2 separate regions of the Sus scrofa genome follow, and region 2 is linked to region 1. The links are chromatin contacts, called in public Hi-C maps. All regions are on one chromosome and are shown on one strand. The core of a region is the stretch at or near the end of the contact, and the rest is flanking DNA. Distances in the headings are between cores, read along the strand shown.

The links. Hi-C and Micro-C count contacts between places; a contact is called where the count stands out from the background.
Region 2: a Hi-C map of liver shows a contact between it and region 1, with 9 times the contacts expected there. The contact joins the enhancer-like site here to the promoter of LTV1 in region 1. A contact is called at or near these places in 1 of 5 promoter capture datasets (liver), 2 of 47 Hi-C or Micro-C datasets (liver and skeletal muscle) and 1 of 2 datasets of contacts at active chromatin or transcription factors (alveolar macrophages).

What each region holds. Positions count from the first base shown.
Region 1 is chr1:21,428,934-21,431,633 of Sscrofa11.1, reverse strand. It overlaps LTV1 (protein LTV1 homolog), which reads left to right and starts at 1,382. Exons shown (of 11, transcript XM_021087123.1): 1 at 1,382-1,556. The coding sequence starts at 1,554.
Region 2 is chr1:21,528,165-21,530,864 of Sscrofa11.1, reverse strand. All of the region lies in intron 2 of PHACTR2 (phosphatase and actin regulator 2), which reads left to right. Among named protein-coding and RNA genes, the nearest start is that of LTV1, 99 kb to the right of the region's middle. Within about 2 kb of position 1,259, at least 21 of the 83 cell types and tissues checked have an H3K27ac peak or open chromatin away from gene starts, as enhancers often do. A contact at or near this core is called in alveolar macrophages, liver and skeletal muscle, where this site is marked.

The DNA.
Region 1 (2,700 bases), core at 133-2,632:
CCTAATCCTCTGGGCAGAGCCTCCTTGCCTGCCTGCGTGCATCTCTCACAAGTGTTCTCTCTTAAATCTATTTCTTGCCTGTCACTTTCCCTCTCCCTGAATTCCTGATCCTCAGTAAGTCCACACACCAGGAGAGTGATTCTAAATTAAAACTGTGGGTTCAAGTCCCAATCTGGGTTCTGGCTAGGTTCAAGCCATGTGTTGTTAGTTTTACTATTGTCTATAAGACTTGAGATAATTCAGGTAAAGTGCCAGAATGTCACTTCATTTAAACAAATATTTATTGAATACACGTGCCAGGCACGATTCTAGGTCCTGAATATAGTTACAGTAGTAAATAAAACAGATAAAAACAAAACAAAGTCTGCACTCATGGAGCTCAATTATAATAAAGTATGTAGCATATAGAAGTGTTCTGTATTATCCTCATTGCAAAGCACTATCCCAAGACAAGTTTAGTTATCCTAATCTGAATTGTTTCTATAATTTTTACTGGAATGAAAGCATACTATTTCATAGATATTTACAGTAGTAAAAGGTAGGACATAAAAATAATTCAAGATAATTCAGATATTGGAAAGACACCAGAAATTGGGAAGGGGAAATACAAATCTGAAGAACCATCTGCTGATAAAATTTTTGAATGCATTTCCATCCTCTTTTGCCCAGGAAAACCTGAAAGTGCACCAGCACCTGCCTGAAAGCTGGCTAAGGTGTGCTTATAGCCTATTTGCTTAAACTATTTTCAAACATTTGAGGAAGAGCTTGTAAGAGAATAAACATTAGTTTCCGCCTAAGATAAGGCATGCAAACACCAAAGAGATTCTGAAAATGTGTTTTATTAGTTCAAGTGCTTCTACTGTCAACGGGGGCGGGGTTGTTGATTGGGTGTTTAAACGCAGTTCTTTCAACGGAAAATAAAGACCTAATTAAGCGAACTAGAATAGCCAGGCCCCAGGATACTCTGTTGCTAAGGCGACCAGCTCCGCGCCCGCCCTAAAGAGCGGGAACTCGAAATCTCGGTGATCCCGGAGGGTGCCCACCTTCCTTCTGCATACACATTTCGTGTTTTGTTTTGTTGGGGACAGGTAGGGAATACAACTTTCAAGGGGGATGGTAGTTTCACGGCTTCTGTCTTCCGCAGAAGGCGCTATAAAAGCAAGGTCTCCCTTTAACCAGCGGCCCCCCCCTTTCGCACTTCACCGCAGCACAAACGCCCTCCATTTCCTTCCCGGATTGATTTAATTCTGCCCAGAAAGGCCCGACCCTCCCAGCGGAGAGCAGCCCCACCTCCAAATAGCTTCTCGCGATCGTTGCGACGGCCTGAGTTTTGCGTAACTTCCGGTCGCGACCCTTAGCTCCTCAGCGATTGGTCCATTTCCACAGCCTCCTGCGTTACTTCCCGGCCGGTTCCCGGAGCCGCATGTGTGGAGCAGCGTAAAGGCAGGGCTGTAGCTGGACCTCGGTGGCGGTCGGGGTGTACTCTGTCACTTTCTGCCGGACTCCGAGAGTGTGGTAGCCTCCTTTTGGGGTGAGGACCGCGCGGCTGCAGCATGGTAAGCCTCGCAGTCTCCGGGGCGGGCGCTCTGGTTTGGCAGAGGCTAGGCTGGTTCCTCTAGTGCCTGTGGCTGCTGCGGCCTGGGACTGGGAGGCTGGTATGAATATGGAGGGAAGTTGCTTGCTTCCCAGTGTCACAGTATAGGCTACCCTCACCACTCCGGGCATGCCTTGTAGTTCAGAGTGGGTCTCCCACAAGCAAGCCTCCTTGGGGAGTGGGCAGAACAGAATGGGCTATTCTTTACACGCCCCCCACCCCCGTCTGCAAACCTGTGACATGCCGCACAAACATGCCAACCTGTGCTTTCCGGGGTGGGGCAGAGAGTGGGTTCTAGTCTCTCTGGACTTTGGAGGGTAGGTTTCTGCCCATCTCTTTGCTCTGAGAAAAGAGACAGGAAGGTTGGCCCTGAAGCCAGGCAACTTAGGTAACTGGAGTAATGCTTTTTTATTTTAGAAAATCAAGGTTGGGTAGTGAAATTGTTATCGAAACTCGGCTCCTGTCCATTGTTGCTGAATACAAACAGGGAGACAGAGTTTTAGGTGAAGGAGAAAAGAAATAGCTTTATTGCTTTGCTAGGCAAAGGAGGGGAGGTTTACAGCAGGCTAATGCCCTAAAGACTGTGCCCCTTTTTGGGAGGGCATAGGAGCTGGTTTTATAGTTTGGGAGTGAAAAATAGGACCACAGGTAAGGATCAGGGTAGATGCAAGCTTTTGTTGTTTTTCAAAGCTGGTAATCTTTCTGGAATGCAGAATCCTTCATTAACATCTTCCATTTGTTGGGGTTATAGTTTTGGGGAAGAGCTCAAAGGTATTGTTATCTGTATTCCTTGAGGAAGGACTGGGACCCTACTCCAAGTTGTCTCTTGACTGCTCCTCCCTGGCATCTGCATCCACCCCCTTCCCTGATTAGCAGCTGTTTGAACCTACTTTTTGGAACTCAGGAAAGGTCATGGAGGCTGACGCTTATTCCCAAGAACAGGAAATGAGGGACACAGAAAGGCTTATGTGCCCAGGAGCCACCCAGCCCTACTCGGTTTCAAAACTAGAAGTAGAAAGGATGACGAATCTTATTAAACTTCAGCTGTTGTGTTATGGTTTCACTTAATAGTTGGTACGTGAAATGTGTACCCTGCTTGGAACTTT
Region 2 (2,700 bases), core at 10-2,509, 99 kb before region 1:
CCTTATAGTAATATGTTGAATGTTCTTTCATGCACCCACTTCTGCACGTTCTCTGCACCTGTCCCCTCAGCTCTGTGTGCTTTCCCACGGGTGCAGACTTTCCTGCTAGTGTCCCATGAGGCATCCTCCCCCGAGACATTAGACCCCCCCTTTACAGAAGATCTGTCTGAGTCATCAGGAATCCTGTTCTGCCCATCTCAGAAGTTACTTTCTTGTGCTGCCACCTCACGTCACCTTGTCACCTTTGTTTTATTCCTCTTCTTCTATCTCTGCACCTGTCTGTGTCCACATTTCTTGGGGGTAAAGATCCCTAAAATTCTCCACTGCTGTTTTTTTCTGTCTTGGCTGCTGTCCTCCATGATATCTGATTTTATACTGTCATCTGGGTTTTTTCCTCTTCCTCCCTCATTCAATTTCAAGGCCAATTAGACTTCATTAGTCCAATTCAGTTAGTCTCCACCCAGCATAGCAATTCTCTTTTCATGGAAGGGACCCTGTGTCTTGCCATGCCTGGCATCGTTGTACTTACATTCCAATGCAGAAAATCAGCCCTCGTCTCTGACACATCAGTTCAAAGGGCTCTGTCTTTGTCCACTCTTTGCATATCATGATCTTCAGGCAGAAGAGAAGAAAACCACCCCCCACCTCCCACATGTTCTGTTTCCTCCTCAGGACTTCTGACTAGCTGGGCCTTGTGGTTGTTTCTAAGGAAGACAATTTTTTTTTTTTAATTTTTTTCTTTCTGAGCCGCCCCGTGACATATGCAGTTCCCGGGCCAGGATCAGATCCAAGCCGCAGTTGCAACCTATGCCACAGCTGCAGCAATGCCAGATCCTTCACCCACTCTGCCGGGGCTGAGGATTGAACCTACATCCCAGCACTCCAGAGGCGTCGCCAATCCCATTACACCACAGCGGGAATGGCAGTGATTCCTGTTTTTAAAACTCAGCAGAGGAAGGTTCACGAAGTCTCGGCATGTCTTCCTCCATGTCCTAAGAAACATTATAAAAGACAACCTTTCTTCCCATGGGCCACACGGCCCCGTGCGTCAGCGAGAGCTCCTTGGGGACCACTGGTGGACTCAGGAATCCCTTCCTGTTCATTCATAAGCTGCTACCACTGATCTCCTCCCATGAGCCAAAATCTGTTCTGTGCCCTGGGGACACAAGAGTTAACAAAAAGGGAAAGTTCCTGGCTCCTGAGCCCTGTCCTTTGCTCTTTGCTCTTTGCTCTGGTGTTGTCTCTTGTGTCCTGTTCTTCTCATTTGTCTCCGACCTGCTGTCCGGCCCCAGCTGCTGGACACAGCTCAGCAGCTTTCTCTGCTCCTTTGTGTGAATTTTTTCCTCTTGTCAACCTCCCAACGCTTGGTTTCATTCCTGTTTTCTTCCTCAAGACATTTCTCTTCGTAACTTCCTTAACTATCATCTCTCCATTCCTTCTAGGTACCGTTCACCTTTTCCCGAACAAAGGGAGACGTTCCCCAACTCCCCTTCTTTCCCTTGTGTGAAAACTGCTTTATATTTATAGCTAGCTCGCCCGTGGGTGGCTCCCCTCCAGGAAAGAAATGCAAAGGTCACAGTTGAGGGATCACTGGAACGGTTTGGGCACAGGCCAGACCCCAGGGTCTCAAGGTTACCTGTCGTCAGTTTCTGGCAGCCCCTCTTGGAAACATTTCCTGTAAACTCCCCCCAGCAAACCGGGCCCTTCGGAATGAGGCTTTTCACTGAGCGCTGGTTTGGGCTTGCCATGTCCAACCACAGCCCTTTTGGAAAACACAACTGGATTTTTGATTCTTCCAAAACTTTCTCCTGCTTTACCTCCCTTTTTGACTGTGTTCTTGGGCCAGGAAGCCTGTGGTCCACAGGAAGGTATTCGTACTCTTCCTGATGACTGTGACGGTGGGTTCTGGAGATTTTTTTTTTTTTTTTTTTTTAATCTTCTTGCCATTTCTTGGGCCGCTCCTGTGGCATATGGAGGTTCCCAGGCTAGGTAGGGGTCCAATCAGAGCTGCAGCTGCCGGCCTACACCACAGCAATGATGGATCTGAGTCGCATTTGCAACCTACACCACAGCTTGTGGCAACACCAGATCCTAAACCCACTGAATAAGGCCAGGGATCAAACCCGCATCCTCATGGATACTAATTGGGTTCTTATTAACCCACGAAGCCACAATGGAGACTCTTAATAGTTTTATAACTGTGGCAAAAACATACCATAAAGTTTATAATCTTAACCACTTTTTTTAAATGTGCTAATCAGTGGTAAAGTATATTTACATTAAGCAAATCTCCAGAACTTTTTCATCTTAGAGAACTGAAACTCTGACCTGTTAAGCAACTCCCCTTTGCCCCCCTCCTCAATCCCTGATAACCCCTCTTCTACTTTCTGTATCTATGCATTTGACTGCATTAGATACTTCATCTAAGTGGAACCATACAGTAGTTGTCCTGTTATGACTGGTTTATTTCATTTAAGGTAATGACCTCAAGATTCATTCATGTTGAAGCAGGTGACACCACTTCCCCCCCTTTTTTTAAGACTGCATAGTGTTTCACTCATGCATGTACCACATTTTGTTTATCCATTCACCTGTCAGTGGCTGTTTGGGTCGCTCCCACCTCGTGGCTGTCGTGAATGATGCTACTGTGAACATGGATGTGCTGTCATTATTTTTTGTTTTAGCCATTCTAGTAGGTAG